Linked DNA regions of Zea mays: region 2 is linked to region 1. Evidence: chromatin contacts called from public Hi-C data. All regions are on one chromosome and are shown on one strand. Each heading gives the region's core, a stretch centred on a gene start, on an enhancer-like site or on the middle of the called end of the contact. The rest is flanking DNA. Distances are from core to core; before and after follow the strand shown. Region 1 holds the start of LOC100193542. Region 2 holds the start of LOC100192852.

The links. Hi-C and Micro-C count contacts between places; a contact is called where the count stands out from the background.
Region 2: a Hi-C map of tassel shows a contact between it and region 1, with 2.6 times the contacts expected there. The contact joins the promoter of LOC100192852 here to the promoter of LOC100193542 in region 1. A contact is called at or near these places in 2 of 25 Hi-C or Micro-C datasets (ear and tassel).

What each region holds. Positions count from the first base shown.
Region 1 is chr2:117,455,098-117,458,577 of Zm-B73-REFERENCE-NAM-5.0, forward strand. It overlaps LOC100193542, which reads left to right and starts at 1,537. Exons shown (of 5, transcript NM_001138653.1): 1 at 1,537-1,856; 2 at 2,320-2,495. The coding sequence starts at 1,785.
Region 2 is chr2:117,646,676-117,649,957 of Zm-B73-REFERENCE-NAM-5.0, forward strand. It overlaps LOC100192852, which reads right to left and starts at 1,637. Exons shown (of 8, transcript NM_001138042.1): 1 at 1,175-1,637; 2 at 922-1,034; 3 at 666-734; 4 at 268-383; 5 at 49-103. The coding sequence starts at 1,023.

The DNA.
Region 1 (3,480 bases), core at 287-2,786:
CTTTGTGACCTCCTCAACGGGGACTAGGTTCTTTGGAACCGAACCTCGGTAAAACAAATCACCGTCTTCATTCGCTTGATTTCCATTTGATTTGTTTTCCTCTCTCTCCGGGACTTGATTTTAGTTCTAACGCTAACCCCGACTTGTAGTGTGTGTTTAAAGTTGTAAATTTCAGATTACGCCTATTCACCCCCCTCTAGGACTTTCAGGTAGTACTATACATGATTTTTTTTTCATTTTGGCTCTTTTTCGGAAAAAATCACGTTTGGACCCTAGAAAATTTTAATGTCATTTTTTGACCCTTTGCTCGGCGCCATAGCCTATGGCGCCGATGTACGCGCTGCGCTGGCACAAACCAGACGTCGTGGCACCGACGTGGCCCGAGCTCGACGCCACAGATCTTGGCGCCGAGTTCGATTGTGTTATCAAGAGTTATGTTGGAAAGATGTAAGCACAAAGCTTGTCTAGCTTAGTTGGTAGAGTGCAAGACTCGTAACCTTGTGGTCCTAGGTTTTCAAGCCTCATATTTTGTGTTTCAATACTTTTTTTTGTCTTTGTCACTGAATTTTTTTTGTTTAAGTCGCTGATGTATCCGTACAGATTTATTTCTCATCCAGATTTTTTTGTCTTTATCACTACTCATCCAAATATCAAGATGATTATAGCAAGGTAAAACTGTGCCACTTCCTTGGCAAGGTGAAACTGCTCGGATTCGAGTGAGCTTCCCAAGTGTATGTTTGCTTGAATAATGAAGTTAGGACATAGAAGCACATCTATACAATTAATCTCTTTACATTTCCTAGAGCACAAGTAAAAAGGTTTTGTGTGCAGGTACTAAGTGACATAAGCAAAAAAAATTGGATGAGAAATAAATCTAGACGGACACATCAGCGACATAAACAAAAAAACAAATTAGTAACAAATACAAAAAAAAATCTAGGTAAGATTTAAATCTGGACGGACAAATCAGGGACATAAACAAAAAAAAAACAAATCAATGACCAGGACAAAAAGTATTGAGAACGCAAACTGTGGGCTTGAACCAACACCACAAGGTTAAAAGCATTGCGCTCTACCAACTAAGCTAGACAAGCTTTGTGCTTATGTGTTCCCAACAAAACTGTTAATAACACAACTGAGCTCGGCGCCAAGATCTGTGGCACCGAGCTCGGTGCCACGTCGACGCCACGTCGTCCGGGTTGTGCCGACACAACACGTATCTCGGCGCCATAGTCTATGTCGCCGAGCAAAAGGTCCAAAAACGAGATTAAAATTTTTTAGTCTAAATATGATTTTTTTTCCAAAAAAGCGCCAAAATACAAAAAAATTCGGTACTATACACTAGCCTACCTATGGCTACAATATATATTCTAAGTAATTTCACTCATAAGCCAAAAAGAAAAAAAAGAAAAGGATAGTTTTGAATGAAAGAGGCCCAGCCTATCCATTTTCCAGCCCACAAAGAATTGGTTAGGTTATAGAAGCCCGCCTACGGAATACTTCCCCTATGCAGTGGACGGACGGACTGTGCCTGCGGAAAGGAGTAAGGGGGAAAACATCATAGGTCCTCTTTGCGCGACGGCCGCCGCCTCCTCTTTGTAGTTTCATTCCGCCGCCGCCGCTCCCCGCTCTCTCCTCTGCTTGCGGACTGCGTGGAGCACCAGCGGCGGCCAGCGGGCAGGAGGAGCTCCCTCCCCAAACAGAGAGGGGTGGGGTATCAGTGCGTGCGCTCCTGGAGGAGGGCGTGGAAGAGCAGAGCAGGCGGCAAGCAGGGGTTTGGGAGGATGGTTTCGCTCTCGACTTGGTTCCGCTATGCCGCACACAAGTTTGATTACTGCATCTCCCTCTCGTTGAAGGTGCTGCACCTATCCATCTATTCCCCAGCCCCATGTTTCTTCTAAATCCTACTCCACCCTCTCTCAAGATCCAAGGACCCTAGTAGCAGCACATCTTGCTCTGTAATTAATTCCCTCTATCTACCTTTGAGTCTGTACACTCGTCGATTCTACCACACTGTTCAATCCATTTGCCCTTCACCACAACACTGTTGTACTTGTACACTAGCTTAGCTGGACTATATGGAAAATTACATCAATCAAATAACGCTACCGCTACGCGTGTTATGCCTGCAGCAGCAACAACTATGGAATAATAGCACAACGTGGACTGATTTTTTATTGTCTGCTCAGGAATAGAGGTCGAGACTGCAAACACAACACCACATTTTCCCCCCATTTTCACGTCATCATGTTATAACATTTTTTCTTGAACTCTTTTCTTATACATGCATTTCTCTTCTCTGCATCCGTATCCAAGCAGAAATATAATGTGGGCCAGATCAGCAGCACGCAGCTAACTGATGTGATATTCAAAAATTTCTTCCATGGCAAGCTCACCTACGTGTGTCAGACCAAAGGGGAAGAAGCCATGGCTCCCATCGTATCTCCAACTGGAGGAGCCGTCCTTGTCAGAAAGCTCGCAAATTTGAGCCCCACGTAAGCACTTAATTTCCTTTCTCCTCTGCCCTTGGTTAGCTGCAGTCTTCTTTTTTATGTTGCCAGTCACTAAAAAATGCTATTCCTTAGTCCGCAATGTATGCATGCGCTCAAGGTTTATTTTGTGGCGGAAAATTAAGTATCTGCACCAATACATCAAAAGTTGAATAACGGGGAACACTTTAGGTGACAATTTATACAATACTAGCTCATTCGGAAATTCCATTGAAATCCTGGAAGTACCATTTTTAAAATGGTTGCTCCTATGCTTTTTTATTTACATTCCACCTATCACATTTCTATTTCTTTCATGGCCCTATTATAGCATCTAAAATTCACTGAACTTGTCTGCAATAAGTTGGAACCAGTGAAATTTGACAAGTGTTTGTGCCTTAACTGTTAAGTATCCGAAGCCAGAGTTTTGTGTGTGTAAATTTATATATTGTTCTTCCTTATACTGGGATTTACCCAAGATATTCATTGGTATTGCTCAGTGCTCACCTTTAGTGTGCACACACAACCAGAGTGACTTAATCTATATAATGTAGAGGTTCAAACACAGTAGTTATGACATGGGTGCATGCCTGATCTTCTCGTCTTAGGACCGTGGATATCATTGATCCATGTAAACTGGCGAATTGATGGCTCAAACAGGCTACATCTGTGGGACAATAAACTGTGATAAAAGGAATTTGTGCCAAGTATATGTGTGATCAATGTATACGGAACGAGGCAAGGCAGACAAACTGCTGCATCACAAGGATGCCCAAGAACACAAGAAGTAGATAATTACTCCCAATTCTGAAGGGGGCAACTACGGAAAAGAACAGGAGCGCTTACCTTCTTTATTTTTCTGAATTTGATTCCTGGTTAGGGTTTTAGTATAGTATCCCTCCTATTTGGGCTGGTTGGGTTTACATAGCCCAGTCTTGTCTTGTGGGCTTGGTATAGCTTACACCAAAACATTGATGATTCTTTGTGCACA
Region 2 (3,282 bases), core at 387-2,886, 190 kb after region 1:
AAATATGTGTATATTAATCATTAAATTAAAGGGGAAAAAAGGACCTACCGGATACGTTCTTGCAAAAAACAAAAGGTTCTCAAGCGAAACAAATCCACAGCCCCTGGAATCAAAGTAACACGATATTGTTAAGACGTACTCTTCATCTGTCAGGGAAATGCAGGACCAGCAGCTGGTTGCAGGCCTCTAAAAGGAAAGGAAGTGTGAAGCATATTTTCGACAACCTAAAATAGTGCATAGAGAGGCAACAAAAAAACTCGGATTAACCTGAAATCAGTTGCTGGGTTGACGCCCTGCCACCCCATGTCTTTCCACTGTTCCGAAACTAAGCTAGTGAGCTCTGTATCGGGAAAGGAGGCATTCCATAGAGCCCTAAGCGAATCCTAAATCCAAAGCACACAATATTATAAATTTCACAAGTCAACATCGGCTCAAAGTCAATATGAGGGTATAACTAACTAAGCAAAACAAAGAGCAAAGCTAGTTGCATTTTGAAGTCTCTATCTACATTGTGCTAAGTGTTGCAGAATACCAATTTTGTTTCTAGATTACTCTAGAGTAAGTTTGAAGCCTCTATCTACATCATAGGGACACACGGATTGAAATCCGTATTGATGATAAAGTACTCCTCGTCGTGAAGCTAATTGAGTCGAGAGTTTCCTCACTTGATGATCCGTCCGAGTTTCGTCGTAAGGTACATTTAGCCTTTCCTTCAGACTTTGCAGTCTCTGTTCCTGAATGAATATTTAAGACCAGGGTTATTTCAGGCGTAGGAAGAAACGCAATTAAGCTTGCATGGTCCATGCCATTGTGCTTATTCTATTTCATTTATTGTTTCCCTAAAAACAAGAGACGACACAGAATCATGCATGTACTATGCCTAATAAACACATCATGATAACGATGGCAGTGCATCTGTACCTGTACAGGGGTTAGATCAAGCACTATCTTCTCTGCACTGACTTGTCGCCTTTTGCCTGAGCCGCTGAAAAGCCCTCCGAACCATGCCCGATTTCCAACCATAGTAGCATCAACTGCAATGAGGTCATTATAAAATTCTCGATTCAATATTCCTCAACATGAAATGGACCTTTTCTCTATGCAACCTTGTTGAAGAACGATTATAGAGTCGATAACAAATGTACAAAAGAAAAAGAATGGTGCTCCGCCCTACCTGTTGTTGGCGTTGAAGTTGAGAAGGAAACGGAATGCCCATCAAATTAGAGGAGGCGCCCTTTCTTTCTTTACCAATAATAATGTGGAGATAGTAGCTCGGTAGTAATTATAACAGAAATCAATGAACGCGAGGGGAGGGCGGCGCGTCAGGAGCTAATGTAGTAAGCAAGAAAGCATGATCCTCCATAAATCGCAAACATGCGGCGGACCCCGGTGCCCCCTCGCTGTCTGTTGCTTTGGATCTGGAGGAGGCATACGCACGCGCGCGCGCCCTTGGTTGAGAGGGGGATTCGACGGGATTCTCCTGCTGGTGCTGGATGATCGACGGAGGGAGGAAGTTGGAGAATTGGCCTCCGTCGACCGCCCAGCCCTGCCCCTGCGAGACCGAGACCGTCGGCCGTCGCGTCCTATGCCAGCTCAAGGCGGCCTGCTATTTCTCTCCCTCTCGCTTTCTCTTCCCCTCCCCCACCGCGCATGCCGCCCAACCATCCACCCACACCCTTTCGTTTTTGCAACAACATTAGAATCACAAGGCCCAGCTCAATGCAACCATCTATGCTCGCCATGGGCTTCATAGCCAACGTTCTACTGAATCCTCTTTAAAGATTATTATTATTATTATTACTATTATTATTATTATTACTATTATTATTATTATTACTATTATTATTATTATTATTATTATTATTATTATTATTATTATTAGAACATCCAATTTAATTTCCTCCACTATTGTTACATTCGATTTTCCTTCATGAATTACAAACCGGTTTTCTTTAAATCTCTTAACTTTTGTGATTTTTTTAATCTTAAGTAGTTTTATTAATGGTTTTACTAATATAACACAACGCCAATACACACAAATCATACTAGGTTATAAGTTTAGGGTGATAAATTTGTCTACAAATATTTTACAGACAAAAATACATTGTGCACTTCTTCCAACTTTGCCTCGGACTCGGGCCCACTTGAAAACTGTGGTTATCCCAGTGAAAAGCTCTGGTGTATGTTGCAGGATAGAGGGAGTATTGTGAAATCTCAAAATAGTAGATTTAACAGAAGATAGTTGGATGGTGGAATCTCATTCATATTCTTCGAACCGTTCTCTTTTATCGTAGCCATAGGGCTTTAAAGCTGTAGAGAAAATTGTGATTTAAGGGTAAACTCGGATGCGTCTTAAATATATGTTAGGATCAAATCTCACGTGTATAATAATTCATGATACAAAAATCAATGTCACATATTTATTATATAATACGAGTTATGTACAAAAATAGCTAAATAAATACATCATATGACGACAACGATCCTTCACAACTATAGTTGACTGAGAGACGATAGCCTAGACCTCTCCAAATTTATCGTAGCATCCTTCATGCTTCTCATCTTGCAGTACCTATTCTTGACTGATGTGATTATAGCAAGTGTGAGCTCTCATATGGTCATCGCTCAGTAAGTGTGGGATATAATTTGTATGAGCTCACTTACGGTGGGGTCTCATGTGTAGTGTAAGGCTTACCAAGGAAAATGGTTAAGGTTGAGTGTTGCTTTTAATAAGTTGGTCAAAATTTTATTAGCAATTATTAAGTATAAGTGTATATCAACCAAATTAAATAATTGATCACAATGATGAATAAATCCCACAATGCAACACAATATATGACTGGTTAAATTTAATTACATAAACTACTCATGTGAGAGTCCGAGTCGCTTATGATCATGAGCACGGCTGATATAATTGTTTTACACTCTCATATATTGTCCATCTTTACCCACAAGCCATGTTACCCATTTTGCCAAGGGGTCTCGACTCTCGTTCATCTATAACGAGGAGACGAGGCAGGGTAGCACTACAGGGCCTTTCCAAAGTTTCACTAGCACAAGAGAACCCACTACGGATTCAAGCAAAAAGGGACGATATAGGAATCTCTCGTCTGAAAAGCTATCGTAGACAGATCGACCTGAGAACCTCCCTATACCGGCAGCTTCCCACACCCCACTTGCCCCTTTTGGGAAATAATTAACTCACACTAGCTTTCCTAATTAATCAGTCAAGGACATCCTATTCCACTCTTGTGGTAGCACTGTTTCCTCGGGTGGTCGCTC